5 separate regions of the Mus musculus genome follow, and all the other regions are linked to region 2. The links are chromatin contacts, called in public HiChIP or PLAC-seq and promoter capture Hi-C maps. All regions are on one chromosome and are shown on one strand. The core of a region is the stretch at or near the end of the contact, and the rest is flanking DNA. Distances in the headings are between cores, read along the strand shown.

Region 1 (4,460 bases), core at 1,832-4,331, 170 kb before region 2:
CAGGAGAATTGCGAAGAATCAAAAGCCAGCCAAGTCTGCTTTTAATAAACAAATAAATAAGGGGGTAGGAGAATCACTTTTAAAGATTCCAACAATGGTTAAATGACATAATTTTGGTGTGTCTAGCTTATACACAGCATAAGTGCATTACTTAAATAATGTCTATTTTTATTCCTCTGGATTAGAAGCAGAGGAAATTGAGGATCAAGAAAAAATGGTAGAAAGGAGGAAGCATCAAAGATGAAGAAGTAGTAACTGGAAGGGAGGAGCTACAGGGGAGTGTGCACGGTCCTCCTCTTTAACTCTGTATGGCAACACCAACATCAGGGACACAAAGACAATGAGAAAAGCAACAAGGTAAAAGCCAGGTTAAACATGAAGGAAAGGATGCCCCAGTATAGGGGAATGCCAGGGTAAGAGTGGGAGTGGTTGGGTTGGGGAGCAGGGGGAGAGGGGGAGGACATAGGGGATTTTTGGAGGGGAAACTAGGAAAGGAGATAACATTTAAAATGTAAATAAAGAAAATACATAATAAAAGAGAAAAAATATAATATGAAAACAAAAAAATGAAGGAAAGGGAGAGAAAAACAAACAAAAGCAAAAAACAAACACAACAAAACAACAACAACAAAACACAAACAAAACAAAACAGAACAAAAACATAAAGGAAAATATAGTTGAATACAAAGACAACAACAGTAAAGTTAGCCTCCATGGTAGTGGCCCATGTCTGCAAGCAGAGATCCACCCACTGTCCTCATTAATTAAAACCCACAAAGAACAGGTCGCTTTAGGTCTTCACAGTTTTAACATTTAAATTTTGGAATTTTGTTTAGATTTATGAGTCGTAAGAATTATGAAAAAAAATTGCCTAATTTAAAATTCAGTTGCCTGCCAATCCTGTGTCCTGTGAGAATCAGCTGCCAGCTCAGCCCTAAAACAAATAAAAATACTTCAGTGAATTCATTTGGCATCAGAAAAACATTTTTTTTCCTTTCTGATACACAAACACAAATGAAGTAAACTCTGCTAAGGACAGAGCTGTGTCACGGGAGAGGCCCCAGGCCTTATCAGGAAAGGACCACGTCATGGCTCCATGATGGACGGCACACAGGAGACTCAAGGTAGAAACCCTAGTTGAAAACACATCACTCAAGCCCGAGCTGAAGTGGTTCTCAAGGATCAAGAATCTTGGAAACTGTTCCACACTAAACATTCTATTTTCTGGACTGTGTGACAAGAAAGGATTCTCATTCCAACAGAGAGAGGGAAGGTGCAGAAGAGAGAGATGGGGGTGGTGAGAAATGAGAAAGAAAGGAAGGGAGGGAGAAAGAAAGGTAGGTGAGTGTACCCTTCCCCCAAACTAGTGCTGGCAGCACTCCTGGGAACAACTTATGGGACAAAATACTTTAACTTGGCAATAGTATGGTCTCACCAATGTCCTCCTTATTGTACATATAGCTGAGACTCTTCCACAGGAGTTCAATGGCCAGATGTAGTAGGAGATTATTTTGACCTTGCACATAGCAAAGCACACAGCACAAAGCTATTCCTACTAACTATGTGGGCCAACGCCATCATCTGACTTGTTTTTTGTTTGTCTTTTTAACTCTGCCCAATTTTTGAAAGGCTCAGGGTCTGTGGCGTAGGAGGAAAAGAGACCTAAGAAGCCTGGGAATTGTGTTATCTGGGAGGGTGTCACATGGGTTCTTGGCTTCAAAGGACTGAATCCCTGTCAGCTTTGGGCAGGGGTCCCCTTGGTGTTGGGGAAGGTCCAGGGAAGGTGTTTTCACTAGAGAACTTGAGAGATGCTGTAGCCTTAGAGTCAGAGCCTATGCCGTTCAGTTCACTCACCCCTTCATGCCTTTGGTATTTATGATGCTCTCCTGGCTTGGATCCAGGAGACTGTAGGGCCAGGGCTGGCAGCATCCCAAGGGTTGTCTTTGGAGACATAAAGGTCATTGAACTAACCCAACCTTGAGTAGACATGATTGTTCCACAGGAGTCACTGAAAAAGAAATTAATTAGAGTTCTATAGGTTTTTTTTTTTTGCGGGGGGGGGGAAGTCTTTGTATAATACTCTCCATTTTCTAATGTGATCTTTTTCATTATCAATTTATATAAATTTTAGATGATGGTTGTCCAAGCTCTGCTCTTAGTGGGGATTGTGGGATTGAGAAAAGGATTGATTAAGCAGCCTATCAGCTTTATGAATGGTACTGCCGTGGTATGAAACCGAAAAAACAAAACAAAACAAAACATGCTATCATTTTAACTCCATTGCTCCATAGTTTCAGTATGGAGTATTAAACAGTATTAAAATGTTTGCTTTTGTGCATACTATTTGCAGCTCTTTCCTCACATACACATGTGCAAAGTGGTAGCAAAAACAACCCCCAAAAGTTCCATGTAGTGGGCAGAAGTCGAGGGGAGAGGCCTCAGCACAGTTCCCACAGTCCACGAGTAGATAGAGCAGAGTGTTATTATTGCCTGTCACAGCAAGAGGATATTATTCTATAGAGCAATATTAACGAGCAGCTACTGCGCCAAGAAGTAAAGGGTTAAGCCGTGTTGTTCATTGTCACATGATGCTGGGAAAGAGCTGAGCAGGAACCTCGGGATCCAGGGATCAGGAGGAGGCACATCTTGCCTGCACATGTGGCCTCTACCACTACCACTTCAAAGTGCCTGCTCGGACCGACATAACATTCTGACGCCGACTGTAAATGCCCTTGACACGCAGAGTGGAAAATATCAAACACTCCACCAGTCCCCAAAACGCAGTGTCTCAGCACTGGGAAAGGCCTTAATGAGCCTGCAGAGAAGGGGAGGGGGGGACAGAGGGGAGGGCTCCGAGCCAGAGAGAGGGGAGGAGGTGGAACAGTGCAGCCCCGGGTGGTTCTGATTTAAGGCTTGTACTGATACATGCCGGGCGTGTGCAATTGGGCTCAGACCACTGTGAATTTGAGTACCCCAGGACCTTGAAGAACATCCCTAGGCATCAGTTCCAGGCCTTTCTGAGTCAAGTCCCTACTGAATCTGTTTTTCCTTGCACATTCCAGAGCACATGACTCGCAAATAGAACTTCTCAGCACAAAGCTATTCTCTTTTGCAAAGGCGGCCCTGTGCCTTGCTTCTTCCCACAGCTTCCCCTTAGTGCAGATGCTATGTGGCTGTGTCTTCTCTTGGGAAACTTTTCATAGTGGATATAGTTGGCTACTTAGAAGGTCTCTTTCATCCCATCAAAGGGTATTTTTATTAGAAGTTCTTTTCCAGAGAAGCTGTTGTTTTAAGTTACCAGTGAACCCTCTATATAGTAACTTAGTCAATTGGACAGTCCAGACAAAGAGAAGATAAGAGGATGGATTCCTACTCCAGACCCCACCTTCTCTCAGCCTTATCAGTGGACTCTCACACAAATAGATAGGCTGGATGGTTCATTCTTTAACCTCATTCACTAGTTTTGAAGAATCGGAGTACATAAAATTCATAAAATATATTTCTTGACCTCTGAAGACCCTCAAACAATAGAGGAGAGGGATATATAAAAGTAATGACAGACTTTTGTGTGCAAAGCTACAAAGTAGCTCTACTACAAAGTGCCCCAGAACACAGGAGAGGAGGTAGTTGGGACAGTCTATGCTGCTGTTGGGCATTGAGAAGTCTTCCCTGAAGCTACATTTGGCGGAACTGGCTTGGATGTTGGTAGCTGAGAGAAACAGCCAGTGCAAAGACACAAAAGGAAAGAGTTCGAGGGTGGAGAGGATATCAGTCATGTTGAATTTTAAAAGGACAAGTTCAGTGTGGAAGAGCTGAGAGAGCAGCCAAGGTAGAAGAACCTGGAAAGGCAAAGCAAAAGCCAAGGCCTCCTGAGCAATCGCAAGAGCTTTATGGAGAAGCTCCATCCATCCCAGATGTAGACACATCTAGGGAAGGAAAGAGGAACTAGAAAGGGGAAAGGCTGGAGGCCTCCTGTGCCTACTGTGCTCTTTTAGTCTTAAGAGTGACCACTCATCTGCTGTGAGGTGGCATGGGTGGAGGAGAGATGCTCTTCCACCCCTTACCCTTCACCACCTGCAGCAAGCCCAACTGGCCCCAGAGTAATGAAAGTGGGAGAGCTGGCCCTGTACCACTTGAGAGAGTAGGTCTTTACCTCACCGGGGTAGCACAGTAGGAATGGTCGGTGTGGTGTGAGCACAGGCGAGCTTGCCCCTAGGTGTGAGAGCAGCAGAACTGTCCCTGCTCCTTGTAGGCTGGTGTGGGAGAGCTGAGGAGCTGAGCAACTCAGCTACCATGTATGCTCAGATCCAGGGCTCTGAGTTGGCCCACCCCACCATCTATGCCATCTCTGAACTGATGGAGCATGTGCAGGGGGCTAGTCCTGCAGACCCAAAACCTACAGGTTCTCCATGACACACAGCAACAATAGAGTATCTGAGTGGAGTCCCAGTGAGGTTCCA
Region 2 (4,558 bases), core at 146-2,645:
CAACAGAACAACAAATAGGAGATTTGGAATGTTGCAAGGGGGAAAGTATAATTTTATACAGATGTATTTTATTGGCTTTTATTATCTCTTGCTGGTGCCTTGATTTGCATTCACAAGCAAGGCAAAACCTTTTAAAATACCATAATTACTGACTCTATTAAGATTAGTGATAAATCTTGTCTTATAGAAAATGTATAAATAAAATGTAACAGAAAGCACACAAGTAGGTTTAAAATTGTTGTTGAGTCACTAGTAAATGGTTATTGTGTGCAGAGGGCAAGCTGAATCCACTACCAGATTGTGACTAATACATTCTATTCTGGAGTTAATGTATATCTGTTTACACATTTAGTCTATGTTCAAAACTTGAACGAAACTAATCCTTTTGGATGGTATTTTGCCTTTCAAATATATTGAAAATAAACTCATCTTTAAGATAAGCATGTGTGGCATCCTTGAATTTTGGAAAACCTGTTACATTTCAAAGTTCAAAGATTACAAGAAAGATGTCAAACTTTTTTCTGATACTTATATAACTGAACTGCTCATTTCAATTGCTGGTGTCATATTTTATTTTCCAGTATACTCCTTTACTTCAACTTGATTAAAAATATTGACTCTCGAGTCGAAAATTAATATTCTTTAAAAAAATTTTCAATGTAGCCAATGTAATGTTTTCAGTTGTTTTTAGTAAAAATAATGAAAAAAAGAAATGGTTTAAAAAACGCTGACCTACACATACATGGACAAGCTTTGCATCTTCTAATTTTCTAAACTCTGCTTAAAACGGAGAAATGGAAGCTCAAGAAGATAGCTTTAGACAAAAGAAAAAAAAATCACCATTTAGGACTTGAGTGTGGTGTGTTGAGGGACTTCTATAGGCAGGAGGAGACCAGCAAAATATCTTGGCATAAGGATTAGGTTCTTAGACTCATTCATCATAGAAACAAGAAATCGAAATCTGCTAGATGTTATTGTCTAGAAGTGAACTGGCCAATGCTTAAATCTCAACCCTACACCCTGTTTCTCCATGACTTAGAACCTACAAGCCAAGGATGCTCCGGTACCGCCCACCTCCCAGGCAATACAGGCTCCGCCCAGCTAGTCAGGCAGTTCCGACCTGTAGGCCTCCTCTGTCACTGCCGCTCTACCTGTTTTCCTCAACCCTTCCTCATATTCCCATAACCCCCACTTCCCCCCAAAGATATAAAGCAAGAAGAACTGGAACGTGTAGCAGAGGCCTGTGAGTGGAAGCGAAGGCCGTGCTTTTGTAGTCCACCGAGTCAGGCTTTCAGGCATCGCTCGGGGCAGCCCCACAGGTACCGGGTCCCTGAATGCAGAGGGAGGCCTAGCGCCACAGTTCGGCACGCTGATTGGCTGTTCGCCGCGCCACTGAAGGAACCCGGATGTGCCTGTGGAGCTGTGTTGGCAGTCTGCGCGCGGAGATTTGGGCACTCTTTGGGTGCCCAGGGCTAGGCGGATGGCTCAGGATTGGGCGGGCTTCTCTGAGGAAGAGCTGAGGAGACTAAAGCAGAATAAAGGTAAGGTGTACTTGCGCGCGGGTGTGGAGTCTCGAGTCTGAAGGACAGGAGGCCGTCTTAGTGGGCGAGGGGGCGTGGGGGCTGGAACTCCAAGTTGGGGGACAGGGGTGGTGGGATTCCCTAGGTGTCTTTGCTGCAGAGGCCAGAGGGACGGCCCAGGGGTTTCTCTTTTAGCATCTGTTTTCTGATGATTTGATGTTTTCCTGTAAAAAGGAATGAGGTTAGGAAGAGAAAGCGAAGCCACCACCTGAATGGCCCCTAAGGGAGGCTTTTAACCCAAACCAATGGTTGTAAACTTGGGTTCAGGGTGAATGAAGACTAATACTGCATATACAGCATCATAATTGTGAACTTATAAAACCAGATATTTGGGAAAGGTGTCATGAGAGTGAATCAACGCAGAAGAAGTGGTATTTATGATCCATCCGCATTGCCTTTACTTCTGGCTACCAGATGAGTTTGCATTTCTTTCCAGTTCTTGGGAGTCAGCAAACTAAAAGGACTTTTCGAGAGGTTAGATTTGAAGTGCGTGTGTGTATTTGTGTGTACATGCACAGTGCACTTACATGTCTGTCTCTTCTGCCTTCAGGGACAGTGGAAATCTGCTGCCCCGGATGGGGCGGGGGGCTTTCTGGAATAATTATAGATCACTGTATGGGCTTGCGATAACGCTGCTTCTGATTTATTAAGTTTTCCAGTACTTGGTAGGAAAGGATGTAAAATGCTCTTGACCTGTGATTGCAATTTCACAAAAATGTCTGTGGTAGGCTTGGAAATGCCCATCACTTCTGTGAGAACTTTGTGCCACTCTTGGCAACATTTTAAAAAGTACCTTAAGGATAAAATTAAATTCTTCCATGTCTATAGTTTGTGAGATATCTGGATATGTCTTGGGTACTTGGAATATTTAGCCTAGATATGTGAATTATCTAGGACTGACAGGTGCAGAAGGAAGTAAATTACTAACATGGGGTCAATGTGGGGAAGACTGGACTGGCTGATCTTTCTTAGTACTGTCATGGAATTATCATGTCAGATGTGTTCCAACTGATTCTGTCCAGCTGGCTGTTTTCAGGTTCTTTCCTTCTGTAACTCATTCTCCATTCATATACCTATATGTACAAATGCAGGCACCTAGATCTGATCTGACTCAGTTCTCAGTATTTGAATCAGGTGTGTTGTCTGGTCCAGGGGCCTCTTCCGTCCTTGTCATGGGGAATGCTAACCTGCCATGAAGCACAACGTCTGCCTTAGAGATGTCAAAAGTAGCAGGACATCTTTGCCCTTAGAGACCTTGTAGATTCATGAGACAGACAGTACAATAAGGTGGTAGCCATAGAGCAAGTTCACGCTGAGGATTTAATGGACACTGGGGACATTTCATGGAGGTTGAATCTTGGCTTTAGCTTGATTTGACAAAGGTTTAATGTAGGACTCCAATATGTTTGTTATCTAAAAAGTATATTTTAACTGTTTAATTTGGATTTGGTTAGAAGGTGATGAGAACCTAAACTTTAAGGCCCGTCACTTGGTCATGAAACGCTAGACTGTGGGTATAAAATCACTCATCTATGACATCTGTAAGAACAGAAGTATCTTCCAGTTTTTATGTAGCCATAGTGGAACACAGTGATCAGAACAAAAATACCAAGTCTCCTTGGTTTCCCATTTTTAAAGCTGCAGAAATCGAGTCCTCCTCGCAGCTGTTAAGAATGCAGTTAAATAATCTAGGAAGATGGGATCTGTTGCCAGCCAAAATAAGTACAGGGTGCTTTTGAGACACTCGAATGCATAAATGCATGTGCAGTCAAGAATGTTCTTAGCCACCTTGTTTATAATATCCAAAAGTTAGAGACAAACGAGTTGTTTGCTAGCAGATGAGAGGATACATAATATGTGTTAGATCTATTGGTGGGACTCTATTAATCGCTAGTCACATTCATTAATAATGAATTTGTATAAATTACATGAATATTTGCAAAAGCAAGTTGTGGCTGAGTAGATAATAGTCTAAAAGAGTTTATATATGAACAAAATTAGGGAAAGCAGGTGCATTTTGAGAGTAGCTGAAGAATATCAAAGGAGTGAAGCAGAATTGGTAGAGAGGCAAGGGAGTGTGATGGGAGGGGTAAGTCTATACAGAAGCACCGCTAATTAATATATTAGGCAAAAGCAGTTTTAATTGAAGCAATAAAAAAACCTTTAAAACAGCCAGTTGTTTAAAGTAATGAAGGTTTATGTTTCAGTCTAGTGTCACGTGTAGCATGGGTTGCCAGTGAAGCTGATACAGTCATTCCATATAATCTTCTGATGCTGTCACATGACAGTCATTTTGGTAGGAAGAAGAGAAGATTGGAATTAGAACATTGGCAATTAAATGCTTTCACTAGCAAATAACTTTAATAAAAGTAAGTGATATAATTTTTGGAACTGGAAACATTTGTATATTACTGAAATGGTGTTACAGGGAGGGAGTATGTCAGCTGCAGTCATTGACATCTTAAACTGAATTATTTTCAGTAGTACAGGTTGGAAGAGTGTATGGCATACATATACACAAATATATGCCAAACATATACACAAATATGTATGATGTATGTATGTACATACACATGATCTGAGGCTGATTTCATATGTAAAAAATGGAAGAATGCAGTGCAAACATGCTGTTAGTTTTAAGATAGTTATTTCTATGTGTCCTTTATTTTTTTTATGATTCACTTATTTATTGTATGGGCCCCTTGGCCATAGCATGGGCTTGGCAGTCAGAGGCTATCTTGTAGAAGTCATTTCACTCCTTCTGCAACATGAGCCCAAGGGATCAGAACTCAGGTCTTCAGGCTTGGTGACAAGTGCCTATACCTGCTCATTCCTGTCACCCACTGCTTTTATTATTGGCATTAGGAGTCTCTTTGTTTTATTTAGTAATTACCTTGCTATTAACATTTTATGCAATAGTTTTTAAACAGTTTTACCAAATTTCAAAGCATTGGATTTTTATTAGAATTGCATTGAAT
Region 3 (4,449 bases), core at 832-3,331, 150 kb after region 2:
AAGAAATTTTCAGTTTAGTTTCCAGTAGGAAGGTGGTAGAGGGTATCAAACAAGGCATCAGTTACATTTACATTTAAAATGGTAACTCTAATGGCAATGAATTGTTCCTATTACAAAGGAAAGATCTGAGGACTGGGCAGATAGGGAGGAGGTGTCTAAAACCACCTTTGCTGATTTCCATCCAGGCCCTGCATGCTGCATGATTCTATGGGGGGCAACAGTCACATGGCATTTTAGGTAAATCTTGTCCCCTAGAGCAATTTATTCCCACACACCAGCATACTTTCTAAAAACTTGACCAAAAATATTTGGTTTACATATTTAGATGTAGATACACATCAGGCTTCAACAAACTTTGAACTGCTTAAGAGCAGTCAATAAGTCCTCGCCATCTCTTTCTTCCCATTTAGTACAAGGTCTGCACTCTAATGAGTACTGCATAGAGCATTCTTGAATGAATATAATAAATGAATAAAATCACATTGCAGTCTGGAAGAATTGTATGGTCATGGGCTAGATACCCTTAAGTAAAAATAAATGCAGTTATCATTAGCATGAACTTCAGGATTATAACACATTTCCTCAACTTTAAAGTAGAAATGATAAAACCCAACATGCAGAATTATCATGCTAACTAGAAATACCGTAAGTCACAATGTTGGTTACTAGTCCTAGTATCAATTTAAATATGTTAAGAGTTTATAATTAGTTGTTGCAGATCCTGTCCGGCTATGCACATCCCTTGAGATGTACAAATAAATGTCCTCCAACTGAATCTCAGGGCTTAGTGCCTGATGTGTTTGTTTGTTTGTTTGTTTTTTCCTCCGTGCTGAGAGTTCCTGTATAGAATGTAGATAGGTTTCTCTGTCTGATTCAATATGGTAGAAGTGCTGGGACCCTAAAGCCAGGACCTAGTGTACAGATCCACCCTTGAGGAGAGAGGGATACCCCTAAACATCTATGGTCCCTTAGCCTTGGTCTACAGAGTCCCCATTTGGTTGGGCTCCATCGGGGTTGCCAGTTTACTGGAGCGCTCTTTAGTGGTTCTTTTTCTTTTGTTGCGCCTTCACTCCTCCTATGGCTTTTCCTGTACCTTTTCTATGGATAATTTTCTTCTTAATCCTTGCCAGAAGGTGTGGGGAGATAGAGAGTTTTCTTTAAATAATGAACACAATGGAAGCAGATAAAAATTTTGAAGAATCTTTAAAATGCCAAAAAAAAAAAAATCAAACCTATTGTATCCATTGCCAACATCTAAGGAAATTCTAATTTTACTGAATATAATTTCAACAGGGTTTATAACCAACATTTTATTGTCTTCTGGAATGTTCATAGATTCCCATCTCTGGATTTTTAATTACTACAATTATTTCATGGTCCTTTTGTGCCGGGCCTTTTTTATGCTAAGCTCTACCCCTGAAGAATTCCACAGATACAGAGGTTTAACTCTAAAACTCATTGCCTGTGGAAGAAGGATAACACTGCAGGATTTCTATGATTTTTAGGAAGGGGTCTAGACTCATCTTGTATTTTTCTTGAGAGGGCATTATATAGTAAAAAGATCAACCAAAGTTTTATTCATGTAACCTATTGTTGTTGTTGTTGTTGTTCCTCTCCCTCTTGACATCTTTCTGCCCTCCTAACAATCTTCCAGGTGTGGTTTCAGAACCGAAGAGCCAAGTTCCGCAGGAATGAGCGAGCCATGCTGGCCAATAAAAACGCTTCTCTCCTCAAGTCCTACTCAGGAGACGTGACTGCTGTGGAGCAACCCATCGTACCTCGTCCTGCTCCCAGACCAACCGATTATCTCTCCTGGGGGACAGCCTCTCCGTACAGGTGAATGACTGGCCCACTCTCTCTTGCTCCACTTCCACACGCTCCCCAGCCATCCACCACTCTCAAGGCTGCTTTTGCAGCTGGCTGACATTCCTTACTGGGTTTACCTCTTCAGAGACATTCAACTTGCTGGCATCCACACACTTTTTTTTTTCCAGGAGATTTCTAGTTGCCCCAGGAGCAGGGCTTGGGGCAGAAGAGAGAGGGGCAGCCACCAGCAGTCTCCTTCTGGACTCAGGAATTCTTGCCAAGGTTGCAAGACTGGGAAAGAATATAAATGAACAGATCCTTTGTAAACTGTGCCCGATGGCCCTCTTGGAACCATTCTGGAACAAAAGTATCCCATTTAAGACACATTTGCTGTGTTATGGCCAAGTAGGGAATCAACGTGTAATTACTCCAAGTGTAGGACTAAAGGCACTCTTCACAATAAATCTGATTTTGAATGAAAAGGAAAGGAGGAAGGCTGGAAGGGAGGAGGGGTGAGGCAAGGATGGAGGGAGGAGGAGGAGGAGGAGAGAAAGGAGTGAGACAGGAGGGAAAGAGGAAAAGTCAGCAACAGAGAAGCTCATTTTAATCACTTTCATGACCCTAGAACTTTGTTAGGGAGAAGGTTTTCTTTAGATTCCCAGTACTTCCTACTCCGTTTGTACTTCTTATGTATCCCAATCTCTCTCTCTCTCTCTCTCTCTCTCTCTCTCTCTCTCTCTCTCTCTCTCTCTCTCTCCTGTGATATGCTTTAAATAGAAAAGAAGAATACACTAAACTTTTATATTAAGAAGGAATCATTTACAGCTGGAAATAATAGATGACTATTTCAATCCCTATCTGGACACTTTCGCCCTCCATTCATGGTGCCTTTCAGAAATCACAGGTTGACATAAACGCACCTAGGATTCCTGGACTGAACCCGATCAGGCTAGTATGCCTTTCTTTAAACCTTGGAGAAACCCAAGTCAAGGCTATTATATATCCTGCCCAGAAGAACTATGTTCACATTCATTTTTCTATTGAATGACATCTGTGTATCTTTTTAAAGTTAATGCTTGACCCATGGAGGGATTTAAAACTGGTTACAGGGAATTGGGCCCAGATAAAGATGAGAAATGCCACATTTGTGAAACACAAGTGCTTTGACACACTTGATAGGTGCCACTAAATCCCAAAGCCTCATCTAAATGCTCTCTCAGGTCCAAGTAAGTTCTTCAGAGAAACGTCGTAGATGCATTTGGAAGTTTTCTACACACCCCTTGTGAACTTAGCCTGAAGCAGCTCTGATCTCAACGATAGGTATCTGTGTCTGTAAGAATGAGAGAAACCCATGTATGTTCTGGGTCTTCATTGGCCCAACCCTTGTGGCCATGTCTATGTTACCTACTTGATATTTAGATGCTTCTCCTGTAGAACTTACTAAAAACACATTTTGGAGACTGTTTGTGTATAGCATATTCTATAATATTTTAAGTAAGAGAAGGACTGTTTTCCCTACAACTATTGGTAGTCCATAGAGTCAGTGAACAGGAATATGGGTATAGTTCAGAGGTGGTGCATTAAGCTCTCTGGTTTGAATTTGCGTCTACCCGGGAAGTATTGCTCCTTTTTCTCCTTATGTCTTCTTTGGGATTTTTACCCCAAGCAATTAACCATCCAGATGGCTGCCATGTGGTCCCTACTCATGGAGCTGAACACAGCATACTGCACAAATGGAAATGAGATCCTTCCTGAACTAGCATCAAGTTAGGCAATCTGAACCAAAGAGACATGCCCCAGTGTGGGCATCTAGCAGAAACTAGTAACATGGGGGTTTGGTGTGCCTTTTGGGGAAATATTCTATTTTAATTGAAAAAAATATAGAAATTCTATTTTGAAAATCCACTCATAATCTCACCATCTTGACATTAGTTAGCTCATTTTATGATTAGAGTCCATTAGTTTATATAGGGATAGTCTTAGTGTATATATTATTTTGTATTATGCTCTTTTATCGTTTAAAACTGTGTAACTTAGTACTTTATACTAATTTCGTGGTATGCATTTATTTCTCTTATACACAATGTTTGTAAAAAAAGCCAATTGAAGCAATATAGAAGCTAATTGTTCATATTTTGTATGAAGAATAAAACTAATATCCAATATAAGTAAAAAAAGCAAAAGTTTAAGGCCACAATTTAATCAATGGTATGTTTCTTTGACCTATTGTTAACTGAAGTGTTTTTAATCTCATTAATTTCCAAAAGTGTCAAAGACTATTCTGTTACTTGGGGATGTTTCTGCTATGTTTAGAATCAAATATATTATGGTTTTACAGTTTGAAGCTTTCTAGGAAACATAACTGTTATTGAGGAAATATATATATATAAAAGCAAGAAATAATGAAAAGCAAAGGCGATGACAAACCTTGTTGTTTCTGTCAGTACCATCATGTCAAGCTAGTACCTCACATGAGATATTCATTAAAAGATCTTTCTCTTGGTCAACCTTTAGAGCACTCCTGTGTGATAGCTCTATTCTTGCTCTGGTTCAAAACAAGAGGAGACCAGACACTTCCCCCAAGTTTAAGTCTCCAGCAAGCAGAGTTGGAACAGTACTTTTGGGCCTGATTTCTACCCAAGT
Region 4 (4,884 bases), core at 2,339-4,838, 240 kb before region 2:
ATTATTCTCCATGTACAAATGATCAGAACAAATACTTAACTATAATTATTAAATATCAAAAGTAGATGCCTTGGGGAGCTACTCTTTGTGTGGTCTATGAGAAAATTTGTGCAGCTTTGACTAACTGAGATGGCATGGGTACTTTAAATTGCTCCTTTATTTGACATTCCAGAAATTACAGCATCTCAGGACAGTGCCCTACAGGGAGGGGGTCATGATGTACATTTTGTTTGTCAAGTGGAAGAAAGGCTACGCATGTGAAACGAGGAGGGAGAAGGGGGAGGGATGTGAAGACTTTGGACGACACATGCTTGAGGAATTGCTTTTTAGGGAAAATAAATGCATATGAAAGTATAGAAGTTGATTTTCTTCGAAACTGTTTTTGGAAATCTTTGGTGGGATTATGTTGGAAGAGGGTTTTGATGTTTTTATTAATAATTGGGAATCCTGACATAAAAGTATTTTGAATAGTCCAATGTGTAAACCGCATTGCCTTTGCCAAATAGTCTTTGTTCTACAGGAGTAAGATGCCTTTTAACTATATAAATCTATCAGAGATAAGTGAAGTTATTCATTATCCTCAGTTACCTCTACTTTGTCACATAAGATGTCACAGGCTATCACAGACAAGAGATGAGCATGTGAACACCTCAGACAATAGGCATTGGGTTGGTTTTTATATTTTCAACTGTCAGGCCTATAACATTAATCCTGGTGGTGTTGCTCACTATTTACTTCAAAATGTCAAATAATTTGATTTATTTAGGAAGTAAACAGTACTACCAAAAGCCTGGATTTTCCTCAATATTTTAGAAAAGTGAGAAATAACAAGAGGTAATTATAAACTAATTTGTTTTTAATTAGGTCTTAAAGTGCTGTCTAGTTTTCATCTGAAACAAAACAAACAGAACAAACCGAACAACATCAACAAAACCTTTCTTTTCAAACACCCTACAGATCATCTTTTGGAAGACTCTGAGATAGCTTTCCTTGGAAGATAAAAACACCCAGAACTTCCCTTCACTGTGACACCTAATGTCTCACCTACGTTCTATTTAAATGTAGAAAAGTCTTCTGTCTGTAGATGAAGCAGAAGCATTCTAAGCAAGGCTGGCAAAGTTGGAGGCTGGGCAAAGCCCCAGCAGTGGCAGTGGGCAAAGCCAGGGGGATAGGAAACCTTGAAAGGAGAGGAGTGGGCAGGAAAGAGAGATGCCAGGGGAAGGAGAGGTGGAGCACATTGGGAACACAGGGCACCGCTCCTCAGACTTCGTGCTTGTGCTATCGTTACCTAAGTCTATTTAGGGAACTTTCCAAAACACAGGGCAGCTCTGTGGCTCTGGCTTTCAGAACTTATGTAACCAATTGTTTGGGGAATGGGTTGGAAAATTCACAACAGAACCAATTTTTTTTCAAGGGAATGACAGTTTAACCAAAAGATCAAAGGTTTGGTGCATAGGGGCTAATTTTCAGAAAGCCTTTCAAATTGTGAAGCTTTTCTCCTTGTTATAGTCGTCAAGACATACTAAAATGGTCATTTCATGCACTTAGCAACAGCTTTCTTCTTGGTTCGCAATGTCCTATGAATGTCCATGCCTTCCAAACCCATGAAAACAAAGTTGGCAATTGGGTGATTGTCTCCCAGACAATGGTATGCAGAGACGACCAGTTATTGAGTTGTGTTGTCAGAAAACTATATTGCTGGATTTATTATGATTTTCTTTTGAGGCTGACAAGATATATGGTGGGCTGGAAAAGAAGATGCCTTGCAAGAAGAACCTGAGGCATAGTCAGAAGGGTGGGAAGGGACGTCTCAGTAGTATTTGGAGTGCTCCCAATCCATTTACCAAACCAGTAATTAGCTCTAAGACCCAAACAATACAACCATATCAGGAGTCTCTATGCTAAACAAGTTAGTACACCCATTGCTGTTGAAGATACAGCTGATAAGCATCAGCTGTTCCTTTATGTCTTAATTTGTGTAATTAACAGAAGGCAACACAGAAACTTCAAATAGTGATTAGCCATCTATAGTAGTCAGAAGATTCATAGTATTTATTTTGATGTTAATGTCTGGAACCAAAAACCCAATTCTTCCAAGAATTTATGACTCATTCTGGCAATGGAGAATAATTCAGACTGGGGACCCATCGAAACCATCCTCCACCACATGAGAGTTTGCAGATTCATTGTTACTGCAACTTGGATTGGGATTCAAAACTGCATCTGGGACTTATTAAACCACCAAGCCCAAGGGTTGATACATATTTTGATTATAGTTAAACTTACCTGGATTTAAAAAAATTAGCTATTTTCTGACATCTTTCTCTTCCTTGAATTGTACTAGTTGAATTGTTCTGTTGCTGTGATAAAACACCATGACCAAGGCACTTTATGAAAGACAGTGTTTAATTGCCAGAATGTTAGAGTGCATGATGGTGGAGTGTAGGCTTTGTAGTAGGTACAGCAGAAAGCTCACACCCCAACACCAAAAGCAGGAGCAGAGAGCACCTCGTGAATAGAACAAGTCTTTTGAAACTTCAATGACTGCCTCCAGTAACATACTTCCTCCAGCAAAGTCAGCCACACCTCTTAATTCTTCCCAAATAGCCAACAACTGAGCACTAAGTATCCAAATGCCCAAAAGACTTATGGGAGACATCTCACACCACAGGAATCTTCACATTACGTATTATCCTTGAAAGTGTTCACTCACATTGAGTACCTGTGGAAATCTATTTTCAAGATGCTGAATATTCCTAAACAGGAATTTTCCTTAGAGGAGGATATTTAGGCCTTTAAAGATCAGTGATCCAGGATTAACTGCTTTGGGTTCAGCCATTTATCGTTGAATCATCCATACAACTGCTAAACCCTTGCTTTCTCTTCTAAATCCACCATCATCCAAATTGAGGAAAATAGAAATTGAAACGATCTACAGAGAAATTCATCTGGCAATCCAGCTCCTTCCCCACCCCAAATTGAAGCAGCTCATTCTAAGGATGATTCACCAATCACAGTTGAAGGGTTTGGATAACGAAAGAGCAAAGTGGGAAAGGGTTAGGTAATTGTCTATATCTAAAGTTCACTGTAAAGAACAACACGATGATTGACTCACACTGCAATTGAGTTAAGATGGTTCCTCCAGAAGAAGGGGACGATCAGACACAGTAAATTTACAAGGGAGGATTCCAAAAAATAACATGTGTTTCTCCTCACCCTGCTTATAATTTCAATTAGGAACACACTGATTAACCCCAGAACACAGCTCTTTTAGGGGAGACTCTTAACGTCTATTATCCTAATTTCATGAACTCAGAGGAAAAAGGGAGACACTTAGAACTCATTATAGCAAATTATGCAAAGCTAAGCCTCTGACAGGCTGTGTCTATAAAAGGACACGAGACTGGATTTTAATTTCCCCTGGAAGGATGAGGAACTCTGAATTCAGCAGTTGTTTGCATGAACTGACTGCTTCCCGACCTTCTTGTCCACTCAAATAAAAGGAAATGCTACATAGCTGCCTGAACTTTGACAGCGTGGTAAGGAGTTCATTACGGAAGGCTGCGAGAACAGTGGCCACAATTCATCAGAGAACATGCATATGAGTGTGATGTGATACCAGGTGTTCCGAACTCAGCATAATGGTATGAATGAGAACACAGCTTGTATCCTAATTCTCTCCCATATTGGATCCATTCATTCCCATTTGCTTCTATCAGCTGTGGCCAAATCACCTTCCTGACATCTGTGGTCCCTGCTCTGCACCCTTGTTCAGTCTCTTGCCCCAGGGTGAGTTTTAAAAGGCAGACTGTATTAGCTTCCGCTGACCCCACTTAAAATTCATCAAAATTCTCATTGTGCTTTGGATAAAATACACAGTCCTTGTTCTATGCCAGCGCTTCCTGAATCTCCTTTCTCCCAAACACTGATCCTCCTTAGGTTCCTATTTAAAAAAAACAAAATCCTATATCCAGAAGGTCCTTACCTGGACATCTCCTCTGCACACATGGCCTGTCTGTCTACTAGCCAACAAGTACCATGCTTCATAGATATCTCGTTAGTCTGTGACCATTGTTTTTTATCTCACTATCTGTTTACTTGTCTTTAACACTCATACTACCTAAAAGTATTTTTTTTAATATTTTGTTCTTTGAGAACCCCAAATATGTATACAATATATATTGATCATACATAGTCCCCCACAGTTCCCTCTGAACACCCTCCTGAATATGTCTCTATTTTTTTTGTTAGCCCCTGAAACCAACTGCTCTTTCTCATATGTGCACAGATGCGGGGCCATCCACTGGGTTGTGAGAAAGCTACCAGTATCCATACCTCAAAAGAAAAGTGAGTCTCCTGTTTCCAGCTGCCATCAATTGACAATAGCATTGACATAGGGGTGGGGCCTCAGCAGCTCCTTCTCTTGTTTATGCTAGAATTTTTAATTGTCTTGGTCTTGTACAGAGAACCACAGCTGCCATAAGTTCATGTGTGTGACAGCCATGCCATGATTAGAACAGAACATTTCATAACATTCCTTCCTAGCCTCTGGCTTTTATATTTTTCTGCCTTTCTACTTTAATGGTCTCTGAATAATCTGTTGAGATAGATGCTCCATCTATGGCTAGCATTTAGTCAATTACTTTCTACACTTTGAACATTTATGAGTCTCTACATTAACCGTTATTCACTGCAAAAAGAAACTTCTTTGACTTAGCTTGAGGGCTGCATAAATCTATGGGTATAAGCATGAATGTTTAGAGGATAATTTGACAATGTGTCTATTTGGCAAAATAACAGTAGTAAGTCCCTCCCGAAGGCTTATATGCCTTTCTTCTCTGTTGGATTGGGACGTTAAATGTCAGGAAGCTAGTCTGTCTTTTA
Region 5 (4,458 bases), core at 1,594-4,093, 250 kb before region 2:
AACTCTCAGCTCTCTAATTAAACTGTACACGGAATAATAAGCTTATATACATCATGTTTGTTTAGCCCTTTATACGAGGCAAGTAACTTACTTGCTGTTATATTTGGTAGCAATAAAAACAAAAAAAGAATGAGCAAGCTTTTGAACATGCAGTTCTTTATTTTACGTGCAAATACTTTGATGAACGTCTCCTTAAAAAGCTACAGCAAGCAATTATAGGAACTTCAAACACCAGGGAGTCCTGTTATTATGAGCCACTGTGCACCTCAGTGTACGTTATTCCTAAGTCATTTGCTTCACACAACAGTGAAATCTGAGAGGCAGGATGCATGGGTATTTTTGGTCTCATTTTATACAGAAGAAAATGATTTTAAAAAGTAACACAAACCTATTGTTCTTATTTCCTGTTGTATGCACCTTCCAGTGAGTTCTTTTAATTTTCAACTTTATTTTACATGCCTGATTTTTATTTTTGATTTCTACATTAGGCTGTTATTAACTAATTCACACAAAAGAGACTCAATATAGGGGCCGTAAAAGCCTTTTCAATAACTTAGCAAATTCAAGGAACTTTTGGATGATCGTGGAGATAATCCCACAGTTACTCAGCCAATGTCATACGACCTGTACCACGTGGTTCTACCTGCTTCTGGTAGTGATTGTAAGGTGTCTGCTGATATCCATTCCTCTTGTCCATGGGATACAGATGGTTTGCAGTTCTTAGAATCTTTCACTGTTCAGGTTGCCCATGTAACTGTGTTGAGTTAATAGAATGTGAACTAAAGTGATTCTGTGTCATTTTAAGACCTGGGGCATGTGTAGCTGTAGTGTATGTTACTCATTTGCTACCAGGTAACTGGTATGGTCATGCCTATGATATTTTTGAAACATATGTGATGACGGAGCACTATCAGGATGACTCTCTTGTAGAGAATTCCCCAAGATCTTCCATCACCACCTGCTATGTGTAGATATGGTGGAAGTATATCTTTCAAAAGTTCATGCTCTTGGAGCTTGGTCCATATCATAGGATACTGAGGTGCTCAAACTCTAAGAGGGTGGGGCACCAGGGTAATTATTAGGACTTGTGGCTACTGTCATCAGCAGGAATGATGTCATCAGTTGGTCTTATGTGGTGAGTTCTCAGGAGAGCAAATGTCTACAAAACAAGGCTACTATCCGTACCCAATTCTATTCTGCACAGGACCCATTCTCTTCTGCACAGGACTTTGCAATTTTCAACTATGTTATTTTATATCTGAGGGACTGGGAACAGAATATAGCCTTTAAAGATATGCTCCGAGACTCACTGCCTCCAATTGTGCCCTGCCTTTCACAATTCTCACTACCTTCCACAGCATATTAAGTTATGAATATATCTATGTCCATTAAAGAGATCAGAACTCCTTGATCTGCTTTCCCAACGTGCCATTTGCTGGAGACCAAGTCTTTAACACACAAACTTTGGGGACAGGGAAGCGGGGATCATATTTACACCATAACATTGTCTATCTGAAATACAACTTTGACTGGGTGTTCTGTGTCTTATGACTGATTTTGTCTGGCCATTCTATTTCTAAATTTGCCACTGTCCAGATCCCACACTTTAGAGAAGACATTGAAAGTACTGAAGAAGATAAACTGTTTGAAATGATTAGGAGTATGCGTTGGCATTTGAGATTCCCTAGATATTTATTCTTTATTAGATTACCCTCATGTAAGTAAGACCATTCATTTCACTATCTGTATTTGGCTTATTGCACTTAGCACAGCATCTTCTAGTTTCCTCTGTAATCACACAAAAACACGAATCCACAGGATTAGACTGTAGAAAAGTGGTACCCAGAGGTTGGGGCGGAGTTAGGTGACAGAGAAAGGGAAGATGCCAGTGAAAGGTTCAACATTTGAGGGAAATAAATTTTAGCAATCTATTGTTCAATATGGTGATTAAGATTAACAATGCCTTGCCTATTTTAAAACTGCAATGAATAGATTTTATTTCTTCTTACAGCAAAAGAAAGTAAGTATGTGTGGTTATCCATTGATAAACTAGACAGATTTAATCATTCCACAATGACTATATATAATGTCCTGTATAGTCAGAGATGAAATAAATGAATAGATCATAACAGAAAAATATAAAAATGAGCCATGTTCTCATTGTTAATATGTGTTGACGAAAGCAACTGTTTGTGTACTGGAATATTCCATGACATGTAGAGGTAACCACTTCTCATATACCCTTAATCGTTAGCAAGGTCTACTATTACTGTACACCCTGCTGTATTTTGGGTATTATTCTCAGCCTTTCTCACAGATTATTTTCCTTGCTTATTTCAGTGAGCTTGTGAAAGAAGCATCCCACTGCCCACTCTACAGAGAGTTGGGCTCACAGTTGTGGGTCTCACCTTTTTGTAAGCACACCCTCATCATATGTAGCTGCTGATTCCAGAGCTAGCTCTTACTCCACACACCAGTAGGGCTACACCATAGCAGAGGGGGGCTTTTTCATATTTAACAAGGCCACTTTCTTTAGCTCCTCTCTAGCCCCAGGGAATTGATCTTGCTGTGCACCTGGGACATTGGCCATTCCCTTTTGCACCCAGGGCTGATTTAATTGAAACCTAAATATGCTTTACTAGTTTTACATGTTAGCACTAAAAGAGAGAAAAAAAGTCCCCTGTTTGCCTTTTAGCTCAGGCAACCCTTTGGTTTTATAGGCTGGTTTTAGTAAGTAATTATTCTGGTAATGCCAAGGCCTCCTTTATGGGGCTGTAAATGCATCCTAGCCAACTCAGAATAACAAGGACCCTAGCCAGCAGGCAACACTTTAGCTCTAGATGAGAGGTGGCTGTCAGCCTCTGCAGGTCTCTCTCTTTCTCTGGAAACCTCCTCTGAAACCACGTGACGCAGGGGAAAGAGGATCAGATAATTGGGATCTTTATGATGGTTATTACGAAAAATGTTCTGGAACCAATTCAAATACCAATCAGAAACCACATTGTTCAACTAAATCACTCTCAGATGCCATATAAGATACAAAATACAATTATTTCCAGTTTAAAAATATAATGTTCTTAAGGAAAAAAACTGTATTTTATTTTATTTTATTTTACAAAAAAAAAAAAAAAAAAAAAAAAAAAAACCAAAAAACCTGCTTTGGCTGGAATTCAGGCCCCGTCACAGACGATGTACAGACAGAACTCACACTGCTCCCTTCAATTCTGAGCCTGGAGACCTCACTGTAATGCATTAAAAAATCCCTTAAAATGGATGTGACGGCTGTTTTCGTTGTGTATTACAGAAATATACAGAGTTCAGAGGCTCCACAGTTATACTTTGGGCATGTATGTCATTAAAAGAATAAAAAAAGATGATGGCCAAATGTTGTATTAAAATCCCATTAGAATGGCTGGGAGGAATTTATGGCTCCAATCTCTTTTATCTGACAGGCGTCAGTTTGGTGATAGAGTTCTCGCTCCTCCTTCTCCTCTTTGCATCTCCTTCTCTCCTTCTTTTCTTCTTTTTTTCTATTTCATTTTCTTCTCCTCTCCCACACCACTTCTTCTCTCTCTCCCTCCTATTCTTCCCTCCTTTCCTTCCTCCCTCCCTCCATCCTTCCTTCCTTCCTTCCTTCCTTCCTTCCTTCCTTCCTTCCTCTCTTTCTATTCTCCTTTCCTTGCCCCCTCCCCTTCCCATTTACTTCATCCTTGGGCTCTACTTGTCCATAGGACATCTGGGGATTGTCTTTACTGAGGGAAAGACAAATATTATCAGGTTTCTGTCAATATTTGCTCCTCCTTCAGTCCTCTGCTTTAGGCACTTTAAGGAGTGATCACTTAGTCTTTTTCCAGATAGACTTCTCTCTGGAGCTGAGGATTTGTTAGCTCTGTGCTTGTGTATACAAGCCGTCATCACTGTGATGAGAAGGATGGGGGTTAACACACCGTGTGACCTCAGGAATGATTTCAGTTACTGCAGCTCCCACATGATACACATGAATTTTAATGGACTTGGCCTCACTGCTCTAGCCTGGGGTCAGTGGTTCTCAAAGCTAATCTTCTACAAGCTGACATGGGGCCTGAAGAAGTTGTTTGTTCTGTCAAGAGAGGTATGGATTCTTGTCTTCTGATCTCCAGGTCATGCTGTCATCCTCTACGGAATGGGAGGAAATGCCAAACCATTACAGAGTATAGAGATACTGAAGGACCAGTGTGGAGAAAACGGCCCACTAAGAATGGCTACATGGTCTCACAGGCAGAGCAGTAGGTGTCTGGAGGTTGGTTCTGAGTCAGTTTTGATGCAGTCATAGGGACACCTGGCAAGAAGCCCCATCTCTCCAGTCCATTTATCTGCCGAAGAGAAGAGGGCTGTCTCTGAGAATCTGTGACTCTGTGAAGCCACCCTGGGGGATTACAGGGAAATAAAAATATTGTGGTGGCTCTCACAACCACAGCT

What was found. Promoter capture Hi-C pulls out the DNA fragments that hold promoters and counts their contacts. HiChIP or PLAC-seq counts read pairs in DNA pulled down with a chosen protein or histone mark.
Region 1: a contact with region 2 is called in a promoter capture Hi-C map of 3T3-L1-derived adipocytes, with 6 times the contacts expected there. The contact joins the enhancer-like site here to the promoter of Gorab in region 2. A contact is called at or near these places in 8 of 39 promoter capture datasets (the 3T3-L1 cell line, 3T3-L1-derived adipocytes, the SN4741 cell line and 4 more), 1 of 15 datasets of contacts at CTCF or cohesin (the NIH/3T3 cell line), 7 of 484 Hi-C or Micro-C datasets (adipose-derived mesenchymal stem cells, embryonic fibroblasts, myocytes and 2 more), 6 of 115 datasets of contacts at active chromatin or transcription factors (the NIH/3T3 cell line, craniofacial prominence, embryonic fibroblasts and 3 more) and 1 of 9 other capture datasets (adipose tissue).
Region 3: an H3K4me3 HiChIP or PLAC-seq map of neural progenitor cells shows a contact between it and region 2, with 3 times the contacts expected there. The contact joins the enhancer-like site here to the promoter of Gorab in region 2. A contact is called at or near these places in 4 of 39 promoter capture datasets (the 3T3-L1 cell line, hippocampal neurons and liver), 1 of 15 datasets of contacts at CTCF or cohesin (the NIH/3T3 cell line), 3 of 484 Hi-C or Micro-C datasets (cerebral cortex, nephron progenitors and ventricular fibroblasts), 1 of 115 datasets of contacts at active chromatin or transcription factors (neural progenitor cells) and 1 of 9 other capture datasets (adipose tissue).
Region 4: a contact with region 2 is called in a promoter capture Hi-C map of second pharyngeal arch cranial neural crest. The contact joins the enhancer-like site here to the promoter of Gorab in region 2. A contact is called at or near these places in 6 of 39 promoter capture datasets (the 3T3-L1 cell line, cranial neural crest, frontonasal cranial neural crest and 3 more) and 1 of 9 other capture datasets (pancreatic islet).
Region 5: a promoter capture Hi-C map of cranial neural crest shows a contact between it and region 2. The contact joins the enhancer-like site here to the promoter of Gorab in region 2. A contact is called at or near these places in 7 of 39 promoter capture datasets (the 3T3-L1 cell line, cranial neural crest, frontonasal cranial neural crest and 3 more), 1 of 484 Hi-C or Micro-C datasets (the C2C12 cell line), 1 of 115 datasets of contacts at active chromatin or transcription factors (forebrain) and 2 of 9 other capture datasets (adipose tissue and pancreatic islet).

The regions. Positions count from the first base shown.
Region 1 is chr1:163,573,227-163,577,686 of GRCm38.p6, reverse strand. All of the region lies in intron 1 of Gm32333 (a long non-coding RNA gene), which reads left to right. Among named protein-coding and RNA genes, the nearest start is that of Gm39689, 3.8 kb to the left of the region's middle. Within about 2 kb of position 3,081, at least 81 of the 459 cell types and tissues checked have an H3K27ac peak or open chromatin away from gene starts, as enhancers often do. A contact at or near this core is called in 3T3-L1-derived adipocytes, the NIH/3T3 cell line, adipose tissue and 7 more, where this site is marked.
Region 2 is chr1:163,400,506-163,405,063 of GRCm38.p6, reverse strand. It overlaps Gorab (golgin, RAB6-interacting), which reads left to right and starts at 1,395. Exons shown (of 5, transcript NM_178883.6): 1 at 1,395-1,541. The coding sequence starts at 1,481. Gm24940 (a small nuclear RNA gene) reads right to left here and starts at 2,781; the gene lies at 2,662-2,781.
Region 3 is chr1:163,255,148-163,259,596 of GRCm38.p6, reverse strand. It overlaps Prrx1 (paired related homeobox 1), which reads left to right. Exons shown (of 4, transcript NM_011127.2): 3 at 1,655-1,836. Among named protein-coding and RNA genes, the nearest start is that of Gm20471, 23 kb to the left of the region's middle. Within about 2 kb of position 2,081, at least 13 of the 459 cell types and tissues checked have an H3K27ac peak or open chromatin away from gene starts, as enhancers often do. A contact at or near this core is called in neural progenitor cells, where this site is marked.
Region 4 is chr1:163,639,550-163,644,433 of GRCm38.p6, reverse strand. No RefSeq gene overlaps it. Among named protein-coding and RNA genes, the nearest start is that of Gm32333, 24 kb to the right of the region's middle. Within about 2 kb of position 3,588, at least 7 of the 459 cell types and tissues checked have an H3K27ac peak or open chromatin away from gene starts, as enhancers often do. A contact at or near this core is called in second pharyngeal arch cranial neural crest, where this site is marked.
Region 5 is chr1:163,656,751-163,661,208 of GRCm38.p6, reverse strand. No RefSeq gene overlaps it. Among named protein-coding and RNA genes, the nearest start is that of Gm32333, 41 kb to the right of the region's middle. Within about 2 kb of position 2,843, at least 16 of the 459 cell types and tissues checked have an H3K27ac peak or open chromatin away from gene starts, as enhancers often do.